2 separate regions of the Mus musculus genome follow, and region 2 is linked to region 1. A link is a contact called in public HiChIP or PLAC-seq data. All regions are on one chromosome and are shown on one strand. The core of a region is the stretch at or near the end of the contact, and the rest is flanking DNA. Distances in the headings are between cores, read along the strand shown.

Region 1 (3,665 bases), core at 963-3,462:
GTCTCCCAGCCTCTGCGTTTAAATTCAGTGCAAGATTTTTTTTCCCCATGCCAATCAGGAACTGTAAGGCTCCAGTCATGTTGTTCAGGCTGGAAGATACAACTGCAAAACCATCCAGACTTCAGCCTCTTCCTGCAAACGTTGCCCTCCACAAAAGTATCCTGGGTAATAGTGCACAGAGTCTGTGGGGTTTCTCAAGTTATTTCCTTTCATTCCCGACACAGGAGAATAATTTATTCTGTTCTATACATCTACATCAATAACCTATATCAATAATCCCAACTCCAAGGGAAAGTCAAGCTCTTTTGAATAAATGATATTATGCTTGATATATATATATATATATATATATATATATATATATATATATATATATATGATCCAGAGAAAATGGACCAAGAGTATTAACTAAATAAGCATAAAGCATGTTAGGACATGTTTCCTCCAGACTTTTCCAAGGAGGAATAAATATTAACTTAAACCCTCATTTGCATGGATAAAAATTGCCATAATTTAGAAGCTACACTTCTCAAGTTTGAAACAAAAGCCCAAATACAAAAACCACTAAATGTCTTAGAGGACTATCATTTCAGATATAAGTTCAGTGTGCATATAGATTTGTTTATGCACATGGTGCGTGTCCACACATACACACATGTCCACATCTAGGTATTTCGATGGGAACTCGGAGTGAAGCTGTAAACTTTAACACATCTCCAGAATGTTTTATGCTCTGGAATCTCTTCACATGAAAACAATTTGATGAGTAGAAATCATAAAAGCCAGCCTCCCAACGCAATTAGTGCGACTCCATTCCTCAGCATTCCAAGTGAATTATTGCTGCGCTGTCAAAGACAACAAAAACATTTGGGAAGGACTGTTTATTTTACAGCGGTTGACCAAAAGTATGCAAGTGGTTACAAAAAAAAGTAGCCAGCTAAAGTTGGGAGGTGCCACTCACACATCCTGAAATCCATTCACAGAGCTTTGACAGTCACTCCTGGTCACTGCAGAATAAGATCCCAGGAAGATTCGTTTTCCAGAGGAAAAATGGACTCAGCCGCAGAGCATTTCAGTCCAGAGCAGATTGCTAAGACCTCTGCCCACTGTCCTGTGGCACTGCCTTCTCGCCTCACTCCTAAGACTTCCTGGTTCAGTTAGTTCTCCCTTTGTTTGGTTGGTTTTGTTGTTATTTTGCTTGCCTTTTTCCAAAAGAGCTAGGAAAACGGTTTGAAAACTATCTTGTTACTACTGTTGTTCTGGGAGAGCCTGAGCTGCCCTTGGTATTTAAAGGTTAAAAGGAAGGCCGCCGCTGACAATCTCATTCAACTCTTGAGTTCAAATAGTTCATCTCAGAACTAAGTGGGAAAATAGAAAGTTTAATAAACATTAAGGATAAGAAAATGTAAGCTTAGAGAGGATCCAAGGCTTGAATAGGGTGTCAGACATGGCTGTATGAAAGGACTGGCCAGAAATAGGAGAGAGAGAGAGAGAGAGAGAGGCGCGCTCACACATACACACACACACACACACACACACAGAGGGGTTGGGGGAGAAATATGAATGAATATGTAGCCTGAGAGTTCTGAGAGTTGGACAATCTCCAAGTTCTCATTGGAGAATATGAAATGAGTTTTCCTTGATGAGAAGACATTGTTCCAAGACTCTGAATCTTGAGGCCAAGGTTTCTTTTACTTTAAAACCAAAAACAAAACCATCAGGTTTGGGGCTTTGTGGCAGCTCATTCATTGCACTTCTGAGAAGTGATATTAATCCTAACTGCCTCCGTGTAGTGTAGCCTTTCCACACTGATGTTTGGCGTGATCTAACATCACCCAGTAAATATTGATGACAGCATTCCTTTTAAAGCCACGCTCCTGCATTTGGTAATTTCCATACAGTTCCACACAAACATAGCTGGTTTTCTTGTTGGTCTGGGAGTTTGGGATGGTACCAAGTCTCTGCCGTGTATTACTAGGGCAGTGGACCCGTTTTGAAGATGCTACGGGCATCCAACGCTTTGCCTTCGGAGGGTAGACAGGGAAAAGGAGGAATCAGGCGAGCACCGATGGCCTCTTCCAACCTATTTCCACAGCTTCTCCTTGTCCCAGCCTGTTCCCAGTTTGCAAGTTTTGGGTTCTCTTCGTGCAAGAGACAGTTGTCCCTGTTCCTCATTCCTCGGTGCAGATGTTGTTGTTTGTGCCTCCTGAGTCACAGAGCCTTGTCATTCCCTTCGCCTTCTCTCTTTCTGCAGTGTTAATCACGTGTTTGCTGGCCAGGCTATGCAAATAACGCTTGGCTAAAAACATTTAAAGGATTATGAAGCAATCTTCCTTAATTGTAGCGAAACAAAACAAAACACAACACCACTCCCACCGATCCTCCGCTGAACAATCCAGTTAGGATTGGAACAGTCCAGACCTCAGCCTTGTCCTAGGCCACGGGAGAGGCAGGGAGGGGAAGGAACCGGGAATCCGCTCCATATCCGGGACTCCTTCACAGAGCTCGTAAGGGTACAGCCACCCTCCCTCGTTCCTTCCTGCAACTGTAGCCTTTCCCTCGGCCCAGACATGGCTTGAGGGCAGCGTCTGGCAGGGCTGGTTCTGCAGCCTACTCGGAGGTCCAGGCTGTGAGGTTTGGATGTGGCTTTTGCTGATCGGTATTTCCATCTCCTGTCCCTGGGCGGTCAGCTGCTGGCATGGAACCACAGAGCCTCATTCCCTCCCAGTAATCAGCCTGTCACCAAAGCCGTCTTCTCTGCCCAGAGGGAAGCGGGCACAGACCCCGCCGATGACTGCATGCCCAACGCAACCTTTGCAGCGAGCTGAGCCTAAGGCGTGCCCGCGCTTCTGTGGCTCCCGGGAGAATCCTGCTGCTAGTTGCGCAGTCGTGCCAGTTGGCCCCTGCACACCCTTTTGGTTCATACTGAAACGGCCAGCAGTTCGGGGAAGGAGGAAGCCTCTGCGGCTCCGCTATGCCGCTGGCTGCCAGGATTGTGTCTGTACTGGGTCCAGCAGCAGAAACAAAACAGGGCAGAGCCCGGGGTGGCCCCCGCTAGAGCAGCTGAGCACTCAAAACAAAGCCGCCCTCTCTGAGGGTAGCTGCAGCAGGCTCCAAGCCTGAGGCTGGAAGAGAACCTGGAGCATGGTTGAATCTTCCCAAGGTTGGGAAACTGAGGCCCAGAGAAGGCACATCTGGGTAGCCGCCCAACTTGGAGTAAAAATGGCTCCATCTTTACTAATGTTAAGTTTTAATAGGCCGGTTGATAAGGATTCAGTAACCTTGACAGAGTGCTTTAATCCATTCATATCTCATATCTTTATATCTCATCTGGAAGATGGGGAGCCAGTCATAGTTTTTAAGGGTCGTATGGACTGAATGAGAAAGTGTAAACAAAGAAGGTGGCATTGTGCCCATCACTGGAGCCTCCGGTCAGCGTTGCTGGGTCCCCAGTAAGACTTGAGTTTGCTTTGCAGGTGTAACAAGAAGGGCAGGGAATTGTTAAGTATCCGCTCAGTTAAAAGAGGTTTTCTAAGACAGAGTAGCGTTTTTTTATTCCCCCACCCCCTTAAGGAATACGTTTCAATTGAGATCACAGTGACTGGGCAGGCAAGATAGCTTAATTGGTAAAGGTGCTTGCCTCCAAACCAAATGACCCAAGTTCA
Region 2 (3,917 bases), core at 1,129-3,628, 390 kb before region 1:
TGAGTTTCACTGTGTCTCAGCCTAAAACACCTTAGCGTGTGGAGTGGCTGTAAATTCCTTCTGAGAGTGGTGTCACAGGGCTCCCCAGCCTCTCCCTCTCATGAGCCTGATCATCCTTGGCCACTCCAGCTGTGCGACTTTCTCCAGTTGAGAGGGACTCTTAGCTGACGACGTCTATAGATTTGGCCTAGAAAAATCCACCTGGTTTGAATGCTAGGATTCCAAGACCCTTTCTAGTCCCAATGTTCTGGGACTTTTAAGTCCCCCAGGCATGTCACTGTTGCAACAAGGTAAAAAAAAAAAGTCAGACACAAAGTGTTCACAGTATGAAGACTAAAGATGGCATGACATTGATGACACTTGACCATTGACCCCTGAGAAATTGCATCAGGATGAAAATGTCTTTAATAGTTGAAATCTCTAAGCATAGTAATAAATAAATTGATGGAGATTAAAATCACACAAAAACTACATGCCTTAAAAAAAACCTGCCAGTCACCAAATAATAAGGTAATAACAGCTGCTCACTGATTATATAATTCCGTTCTTTAAAAATCAGACAAGAAGTTGGTTTTAAGGTCCAAGACCTTGAATGTGGCTTTTAAAAAGTAAGGAAGTCCAGTAGGTTCCTTTTAAAAGTGAAAGCGGTGAATAATGTATGAATCTGAAATATTAGGCTGCTAGTGTCAAAGTCAAATAATTTATGTTAAGATTTCTAATCCAAATTAAAGTGGGCTGCTAAATTCGTGTACAGAAGGCTAGTGTTTATCGCGGAAATAGTTATAACATCTGTACAGGCTCACATTTCACTCCTTTGACCTACGGTTTTTGCCCACAACTCTTTTCTCCAGTTTCAATTATTTGAATGTCTGTTAGACAACGTGCACATATCTTTGAAAACTACAGTTAGAGATGTCTGAAGTCTTACGGGAAGTAGGAATTAAAAGTTTATGTGTACTTTGATTTTCGCATTGAGCTAAGGAGTACATTTAGATGTTTTAAAATTAAGAAATAAGTATGTTTTTCCCCCCTTCTGAGCGCTAAACTCTAAGCTCACCACCAACGAGGAACCAGAGGAAGGGAACGCGGCGTTTGCTCTTCCAAGTTTTCTATCATGCAAATTTTGGTTACGAATGAGAAAACATTGGGACAATGAAATGTACAGCTCTAAGAGGTTCAGCTTCTTTATTGTCCATCGGATGCAGCTGGGTTTAATGCTGTGCACAGATTGGCAAAGCAAGATCTTTGGCTGAAAACCAGCACCATATTAAATATGGTGATCAATGACTAGGGAAGCCCAGGATTTCAAAGGTTATCTAAGTGTGTGCGGACATATTTTGCATATATGCACATACATATATGCACTTAGGGTTTATTAAGTGAAGTAACCAGTTTATGAACAACATTTGTGGTTTGTATAGATGAGCGTCAGGCTGAGGTGAAAGGTAGGCTCTCACTACCATCATATAATTAAAAAAAAAAAAAAAAACCAAACAGCTGTTGAGCACACACTAAATTATCAACGAAGAAAATAACATAAAGGCTTGCTTATTATATATATATGTATATATGTAAAAGAAGCCAATGGACAACCTTCTGCTATATTTTAAATTTATGTGTGTGCACATGTGTGCATGTTTATGAATATGTGTGTGTGTGGTGTGTACATGCATGTGTATATGGAGGCTAGGGCGATAACCTTTGGTGGACTAAAGGCAGGTACCATCACGTCTGACTCTATTTCTCTGGCATAGAGCTCGTCAAGTAGGCTAGATTAATGTCCAGTAATTTCTTTTTTTTCTTTTTTTAAAAATTTATTTATTATATTTATATGAGTACACTGTAGCTGTCTCCAGACACACCAGAAGAGGGCATCAGATCGCATTACAGATGGTTGTGAGCCACCATGTGGTTGCTGGGATTTGAACTCAGGACCTTTGGAAGAGCAGTCAGTGCTCTTAACTGCTGAGCCATCTCTCCAGCCCCACGTGATGAGAGTAGTGAGCTGGCCTTCTTTCTAAAGAAGCTGGGAAGTTTCTGTGCTAGACGTGAGCTCCTAGTGCATGTCTCTTGCCTACGAGCTCGTGGAATTGGCCACTTTATTAAGAGAGTAAAACAGACTTCCTTTTATGTTCAGCACTAGCAAGAAGCTGTGCATTTCAGCCCACCACCCAAGCAGGAAGCTAGCCGATGCTGGAGGAAGCAGAGCATTGGGTTTAATGCAGTGATCAAACATGAAAGCCATATATCAAATCTCAGGCGAGACATGCTTTTGAAGGCAGAGAACTGCAGAGTATTTTGCATGATAGACTATATAAACAGAGCCCCGGAGGTCAGGGCGTGGATGCAAACCAGTTAAATAAGGAACTCTGGCTTTGCTCTCTGTCATCTGGAAGGGGGTGGGGTCGCGTGCTCACTCGCACAGAGCTGAGAGTGTGAACTTTGCTGGAGTGAAGCTTGGCACCTTTGGAAAATTCATTAACTCTTTCAGCCCACAAACCAAAACAATTTTTTACCTTAACAAAAGCTCCTAGAAAGCTAGAAATAAAATGGAAAACACGTGCTCTTTTGTCGGTTCTGAATATATGCCCCTTAGCAGAAGTGTCAAGGAAGGGGATGGGGCAAAGCTAGGTGGAGGAGCGGTTGAAAGGACTCAGGTCTTCAGTGAGGACGAAGACCATGGTGTCATTCACACCCTCGCAGAATAACCGCAGAAACACGCGTGGGTTTTATTCTCTTCTAAATTCTAAGTGTAATGCAAAGTCATAGTTTGAACTTACCAGTCAGCAACACAGTGGGATATTGTGATTTTTTTTTTTCTAGGATTCTGACGCTTACAAGTTAATTACTTGTCTGTGAAAGACTGCCTGTAGCTGTATGCTGTTGCTCAGGACATCTCAGGCAGTGTTTGGGCAAAGAGATGAAATACCAAGCTAAAAGGTATAGTTTCATGGCCAATAAGCATTCAAAGCAAAGTTTTCTAGAGGAAAGCGGATAAACTTAGGTTTTGTGCTCGTTGCTTCTGCCCTGCTTGGAGTAGCTCTCCTCAGGAAAACAGAACACAGCATCTCAAAGGTATAGGATTTCATGAAAGCAAATTATGGAGGATTAAGAAACCTAATGAGCACGGGCTAGTGTAGAGAGTAGAGGCGGGAGAGTTTGTTCTTTTAAATAAAGCCCGGGTGGAGAAGGTTAGGAGGTTCTAAACAACAGGATATAAAAAGGCAGGACCGAATATAATTATCCCGAAGGGTGGAGAAGAAAAAAAAAAATCCAAGGAATAAAAAGCATCCAGTGTCGCTGTTAGGCTCTTTAGTTAAAAGGGAGCTCCGCACCGTGGTAAGGAAATCAAAGAACAGACTGCGTTGATGCCCCAAAGCACGAAAGTGCAGAGCAGAATATGAGACGCTGAAAGCTGAGCAAGATGGAGAAGCTGAGCGAGGTGGAGAAGCTGAGCATATCAGAACTAGAGTTTTAAACTGACAGACAAGGCAATTTGCCCTTCTCAAGAAAATGTCAATAAGGAAAAATATCATCCACCCTTGCATGTCTAGGCTGACAACACATTATAGCCTTACCATTTTGTGATTTAAACTTCTTATTTTAATGACAACAAGGTTAAAAAAGAAAGAAAGAAAGCATGAATCTCTCTATGAGAGTATGGCAATCCATACCTGGACACCGTTCAATGGAAATAAGAAAAACACTGGCCATTGAACAGTTCGTTCATCCAACATGTATTTATTGGGCACGCTGTATGCCTGATGTTGGGGTAGGAGCTAGGAACACAGTAGACACAATTGCTTCTTACAGAACTTGGTTCATTATATGAATTCTCATTGGTTTCTCTCTGTGTTGAGCAGAGAAGGGCTAACCAAGGCTAACCTTAGCTCCAGACGGTGAGCTTGGGCTAACCA

What was found. HiChIP or PLAC-seq counts read pairs in DNA pulled down with a chosen protein or histone mark.
Region 2: an H3K4me3 HiChIP or PLAC-seq map of bone marrow-derived macrophages shows a contact between it and region 1, with 4 times the contacts expected there. The contact joins two enhancer-like sites. A contact is called at or near these places in 3 of 115 datasets of contacts at active chromatin or transcription factors (bone marrow-derived macrophages, forebrain and oligodendrocyte precursor cells).

Annotation. Positions count from the first base shown.
Region 1 is chr10:120,427,893-120,431,557 of GRCm38.p6, reverse strand. The region is part of intron 3 of Hmga2 (high mobility group AT-hook 2); the gene reads left to right. Among named protein-coding and RNA genes, the nearest start is that of Mir763, 18 kb to the left of the region's middle. Within about 2 kb of position 2,212, at least 124 of the 459 cell types and tissues checked have an H3K27ac peak or open chromatin away from gene starts, as enhancers often do. A contact at or near this core is called in bone marrow-derived macrophages, where this site is marked.
Region 2 is chr10:120,820,407-120,824,323 of GRCm38.p6, reverse strand. All of the region lies in intron 5 of Msrb3 (methionine sulfoxide reductase B3), which reads left to right. Among named protein-coding and RNA genes, the nearest start is that of Gm15910, 35 kb to the left of the region's middle. Within about 2 kb of position 2,378, at least 18 of the 459 cell types and tissues checked have an H3K27ac peak or open chromatin away from gene starts, as enhancers often do. A contact at or near this core is called in bone marrow-derived macrophages, where this site is marked.